Regions from separate parts of the Mus musculus genome. Here region 1 is linked to region 2. A link is a contact called in public Micro-C data. All regions are on one chromosome and are shown on one strand. Each heading gives the region's core, a stretch centred on a gene start, on an enhancer-like site or on the middle of the called end of the contact. The rest is flanking DNA. Distances are from core to core; before and after follow the strand shown.

Evidence for each region. A called contact is a pair of places that touch in the nucleus more often than the background predicts.
Region 1: a contact with region 2 is called in a Micro-C map of granulosa cells, with 5 times the contacts expected there. The contact joins two enhancer-like sites. A contact is called at or near these places in 5 of 484 Hi-C or Micro-C datasets (bone marrow-derived macrophages, cumulus cells, granulosa cells and 2 more) and 1 of 115 datasets of contacts at active chromatin or transcription factors (bone marrow-derived dendritic cells).

Annotation. Positions count from the first base shown.
Region 1 is chr10:17,517,351-17,520,201 of GRCm38.p6, forward strand. The region is part of intron 3 of Gm32543 (a long non-coding RNA gene); the gene reads right to left. Among named protein-coding and RNA genes, the nearest start is that of Gm32656, 140 kb to the right of the region's middle. Within about 2 kb of position 1,306, at least 47 of the 459 cell types and tissues checked have an H3K27ac peak or open chromatin away from gene starts, as enhancers often do. A contact at or near this core is called in granulosa cells, where this site is marked.
Region 2 is chr10:17,410,034-17,412,733 of GRCm38.p6, forward strand. No RefSeq gene overlaps it. Among named protein-coding and RNA genes, the nearest start is that of Gm32656, 250 kb to the right of the region's middle. Within about 2 kb of position 1,353, at least 22 of the 459 cell types and tissues checked have an H3K27ac peak or open chromatin away from gene starts, as enhancers often do. A contact at or near this core is called in granulosa cells, where this site is marked.

The sequences.
Region 1 (2,851 bases), core at 56-2,555, 110 kb after region 2:
CAGTCATCTATTGGATGGAACATAGGGCCCTCAATGGAGGAGCTGGAGAAAGTACCCAAGGAGCCAAAGGGGTCTGCAACCCTATAGGAGAAACAGCAATATGAACTAGCCAGTACTCCCTGAGCTCGTGTCTCTAGTTGCATATGTAGCAGAAGATGGCATAATCGGCCATCATTGGGAGGAGAGGCCCTTGGTCTTGCAAAGATTATATGCCCCTGTACTGGGGAACACCAGGGCCAGGAAGCAGGAGTGGGTGGGTTGGGGAGCAGGGAGGGGGGAGTGTATAAGGGACTTTCAGGATAGCATTTGAAATGTAAATGAAGAAAATATCTAATAAAAATGTTTAAATAAAAAAGAAAAGAAAACTAAAAAATAGTAAGTAGAATCATCACAGGTAGGAGACTGTTTCTATACTTAATAAGTAAAAAGGCCCAGCTGGTCCATTATATTTTCAACTTGAAAGGTATAATTAAATAAAATCAGTAAATAATGATTAAGCACTTCTGAAGAAAGTCGTCAAGACATACATTGATTGCAGCATGTCGTTAGGAACACACATGAGCTCATAAATGGTTGCTGACACTTCTGAGGAAATAATTACCCTCTCTGAACAGTTCTGGGTCCAGCACCAAGCCACCAAATGTTCCCTGACAACTTGAAGTCAAACTCGTGATGGCCAACATCCAACTACATTCAATGAAAATTTTAACATAGGTAGCAGATTGTAAGACTTGATTTTGTTTTTTGAGCTACTTAACGTAAAATTCATTCAACCCCTTTGGTTTAATAAACTCTTAATGGCTTTAGTGCCTTTAACAGAAAGACCACTGGCATCTCAGCCACTGACATGACTTACAAAATAAATTGAGGACTTTAGCATGCAGTTAGTGATGGGGAACCGTCAGCAAACAATTCCCCTGAATCTATTACTATTGAATGTATTGTGGTTGGTATTTTTTTTTAATTCTAATTTATTAGAATTTAGTGACAGCTTACACGGACAGATGCAGCCATTTCAAACTATAGAATCCAGGGGACATGGCTTTCTCTGGCACATTCTTAACCTTAATCTTATAGATTCTAGAATATGCACTCCTGGATCCTAAACCTCTACCTCTAATGAATAAGATATCCAGCTACAGATTCTTGCCACGTTCTGTTGGCTCTCCCACAGCCTCAGAAGAACTGCAATGAGACATCAGCTTCTAAATCTTCTAAGGTTCCCTTTGGGAGTTTACAGAAGTGCTGTGTGGCAGTAGGGGCATTTCCCCATATGCAAGTGTTGGATGCGGTCCTATTTACTTTAATAGAGGGAAGAGCTTAATATGAAAGTCCTCACTTGGATATTGGGAAATAGAGAGCATCTCTGGGTGTCACTCTTTGTTCTAGTTTCATTTCTGATGCGGTGACAAATCTCCAGAACAACAACAATAATAAAAAAAAAAATTAAGGCCTTAGTCAGCTTACAATTCCAAGTTACAATCCGTTCTCTCGGGGACTGTGACTCAAGTTCTCAAAGCAGGAACTTAAAGCATCACAACCACAGAACAAAGCAGAGAAAAATAAATAAACGCACAGATCCTCGCTTGCTTGCCCTGCCGACTCAGCTAGCTTTCTTCACTCCTAGACAGTTCAGGGCCCAGCCCATGAGATGGTGCCACCCACAATGAGCTGGCTTTTCCCACTTACCAATCAATTAAAAATGAAAACAATTCCCCACAGACATACCCACAGGCCTACCTGATCTAGATCATCTCTCATTAAGATTCTGTTCACAGCAACTGAAGAGATGGCTTCGAGGTTAGGAGTACAGACTGCTCTTGCAGAAGAACAGAATTTTGATTTTCAGTGCCTATTTTGGGCAACTTATAACAACCTATGTCTCAAGCTTCCTGGGATGCAATGCCTCTGGCCTTTGCTCACACTGGCACATGGGTGTACACACCCACACAAAGACACATACACAGAATTAAAACTAAAATAAATATTTGCTTTAAAAAAATACGCTTTTCCAGGTCATTACAGGTTGTGCCAACATAAAAGCATCAACATTCGTATAGCTGATGGCACTAAAGATATCAAAACCTAACTTACAGACGCAAATTACTTTCTAGTAATTTGTACCTGAGGTGATGCCTTGAACTTGACTTTAACTCTGATCTTTGAGGCATGTAAACAGCTTAAGAGTGTCTCTAGTTTCTCACTGAGCCGTGGTCCACTTCAGTGAATTCAAACAACCGTCAGAATCAATTTGAAATATGTCAAATATATGGTGTGACTACATGTAAATAAAAAAAAAAAGCGTATAAGAAATTACATCGGACTTGTTATCTAATCAATAGTGCCAGTCCTGGTTAAGATCCCTATTGCTATGATGATACACCATGACCAAAAGTACATTGGAGAAGAAAGGTAAGTTGGTTTGCACTTCCACATCATAATCATCACTGAAGGAAATTAGTGCAAGAACTACTGCAGAGACCATGAAGGGATGCTACTTATTGAATTGGTCCTCGTGGCTTTCCCATCCTTATAAAAACACAAGAGCATTAGCTTGGGGTTAATGGGTTGGGCCCTTCTCCATAAATCACTAATTACAAAATGTCCTATATCAGTAATTCTCAACCTTGTTTAATGCTGGGACCCTTTAACACAGTTCCTCATATTGCAGTGACCCCCTAACCATAAAATTACTTTGTTTGCTATTTCATAATTTTAATTTTGCTACCATTATAAATCATAATGCAAATCCTTTTGGATACAGAGGTGTGTGTGTAACGGGGTCTTGAGTCACAGGTTGAGAACTGCAGCTCTGCAGGTGTGCCTGCTAACCAGTATTACACGGAGGTAT
Region 2 (2,700 bases), core at 103-2,602:
TCCATTTAATTTGGGAGCCTCCTTTTCTGCCTCTAAATATACAGAGCCTTGCAGTCTTTCTTATTTACCTAAAATGGCAGTGAAAAAGAAATATGTGCTCTATGGAAACCATGGAGTTTCTGTGGCTCATGTAAGACTGAGATAACCCTCTCTTCAACTCCCTTCTGAGTTTCCCAGCCACATCATAAATATTGACACCAAACCTTTGGTTATGGGCTTAACAAGCTCCATTTCAGTCAAGATCATATTAATAATTAGGAAGTTGGAAAGAAAGGATGATCTAGAAGTTATCAGTCCACTCACATACACAGAGAGAGACAGAGACAGACAGAGAGAGAGAGAGAGAAACTATTATGAGACATAGAGTGCTAATATTCACTAGGACAAGGACAGAGAGCATTGGCACATTGGTTAGAGAATGTTCCATTGTCTGCAGGCATTTGAGTTCCTTTTGTTCTTTTATTTCTTGTACTTTTTCACTGTTGCCAAAAGTTCTTATGAAAAATAGAACCAACTTTCAGATGCTCACAAAAATCTGCAAAATACTAAAACTATTTTTTATACTATGTGACTTCTCACCAAATATAAAGAAAATAAAGGTCTCATTCTGTCCCCCTCAAAGGAATCACTAGTGGAACAGAATTGAGGACAAAATGCTTCCAAAAGCAAACAGGTGCTCAGTGATAGTTCTTGATGACCTCTTCTGCCCATGGCATTCTTCTTCACAAGAGAAATATAAAGAACAATGAGCTATGATTGTTACTTTCAACAACTCTGAAGTTGAACAAAGTGGATATTAACATCGAGAAGTCACCAAATTCTCCTTGCTTTTTAGTATAGCAAGTACAGGGCTTACATCATCCTCTTAAACATAAAAAACCCCCAGATGATTGATGGATGCATCGCTAGCAAGCTCTGATTCTTCCCATCTCAAACAGCAAGAAACTAAAGGTCAGATTAAAAAAAAAAAAAAAAATCATGGCCTTCAGGTCCATATACCTAATGAGTGATAGAGTTTAAACTGAAGACTGACTTTATCATCAATGCCATTAACTACTATTTTACTGGACTACATTTATACTGTCTAATTTGAGTACTTCTTTGAGATCTCAAAATTCATTTTTTCTAATCCAAAATAAGAGCCAAAGGGCATAAGCATTTTTTTAAGGAGTTAACTTACTCCAAGAGGAGATTCTCCACAATCTAGCCGTGTTGGCCAACACTTTGAGATGCCCTTGAAAGTGACCAAGTCATGAAGTTCATGTCTCCTGCATGTGCAGTACAGCAGACTTCTGGGCAATGGATCCAGTGGACTGGTAGTAACAGCCTAGCAGACGTAAAACTGCTGTGGTATTCAGGCTCCTCAGCTATTCTGCACATTCCTGAAGCGCTGCCATGATAATGTGTTCACTGATGCACAGATAACAGCATGGCCAGCAAGAGGGAGAAACATGACTTTCAGAACAACCTTTCAAGGTCAAATGTTACCCAACCACGCAGGACTGTGTTCAACTGGAAGATTATAAACATACAGACCCACTTTCTCAAGGGCACTGGCATAAAGTTCAAATGAAGCTGTTTAAGGCAGGGTTCTTATCAGTTTTATGAGCAGTTTTCTCTAGATTTTAGCCAGTTCATTTGATAACATTAGGCAAGAGGAATTTTCCAGCAAGAGCTACACAAATAAAATAGCCCTGAGTTAAGAGCTGTGCTCTATTTTAATAAAGATTTGACATTTTTCCCAGGAAACTACTCCAAAAAGCCTGGAAGATACCACTGATATGGGAGTCCCTCCAAACCCACTAGAGAGCCCTGTGAAGTGCTTCAACAATCCTCATCTCTCTTTAACTTTTGCTTAGTTTTCATGTTCGTTTTTTGAGACAAGGTCTCATTCTATATCCCAGGTTAGGCTCAAACTCACAGTAAGCCCTCTGCCTTAGACTGACATAAACTACTACACCCAACTTCCCGATTCTTATTATAAAGAAGGTATTGGTTAATATTCATTAAAGGAACTTCGCCCAGAGAAATAAATTGATGTGCTCAAACAGTATTTGTGAAGAATTGTCATTCATTGACAACTGGATTTGCATTACTCTGCAGTTAAACTGAGGATATCTGATGAGCTATCACCCACTCTTATGTTTCCTTCTCATCGATCTACACTTCAGAGTTCTGGGTTAACACACGGAGATACTGAATCATTGTGTTTTATTTTGTTTTATTTTTATTTTGTGTTTATTTTTGGTTTTTTTTTATTTTTTGCATTTTATTTGTTCCTGCACATGGCACTTCAAAAAGGTGGCCTCACACTCTGTGCTGCTGGCTTCTGAAATCACATTTGTTTCTGAAATCACCTGAATGCATCCTTGACCCCACTCTGACTTCTTGCACTCAGAACTTGTGGATTCCCTAAAAATAGGAAAAGGTTCACAGAAGGCAAAGAAGAAAGCAAGTACTTTGTAGAGGGAGTGGGAAGTGGCAGAGGGAAGGTGATATTGTCTAGAAAGAAGAAAGAATGGAGGAACCCATTGGTGCTAAGAATTCATGCCCCCTGTTTGCAGTACAGATGACACCTTGTATCTGCTAGACCATAGAGTGTAACAACTACTGACATAGCATAAACATAGTAATAGTTAGTATTATAAACAAGCTAGAAGTGACTTGAAATACATGTAGGATTACATAAGATAAATGTAA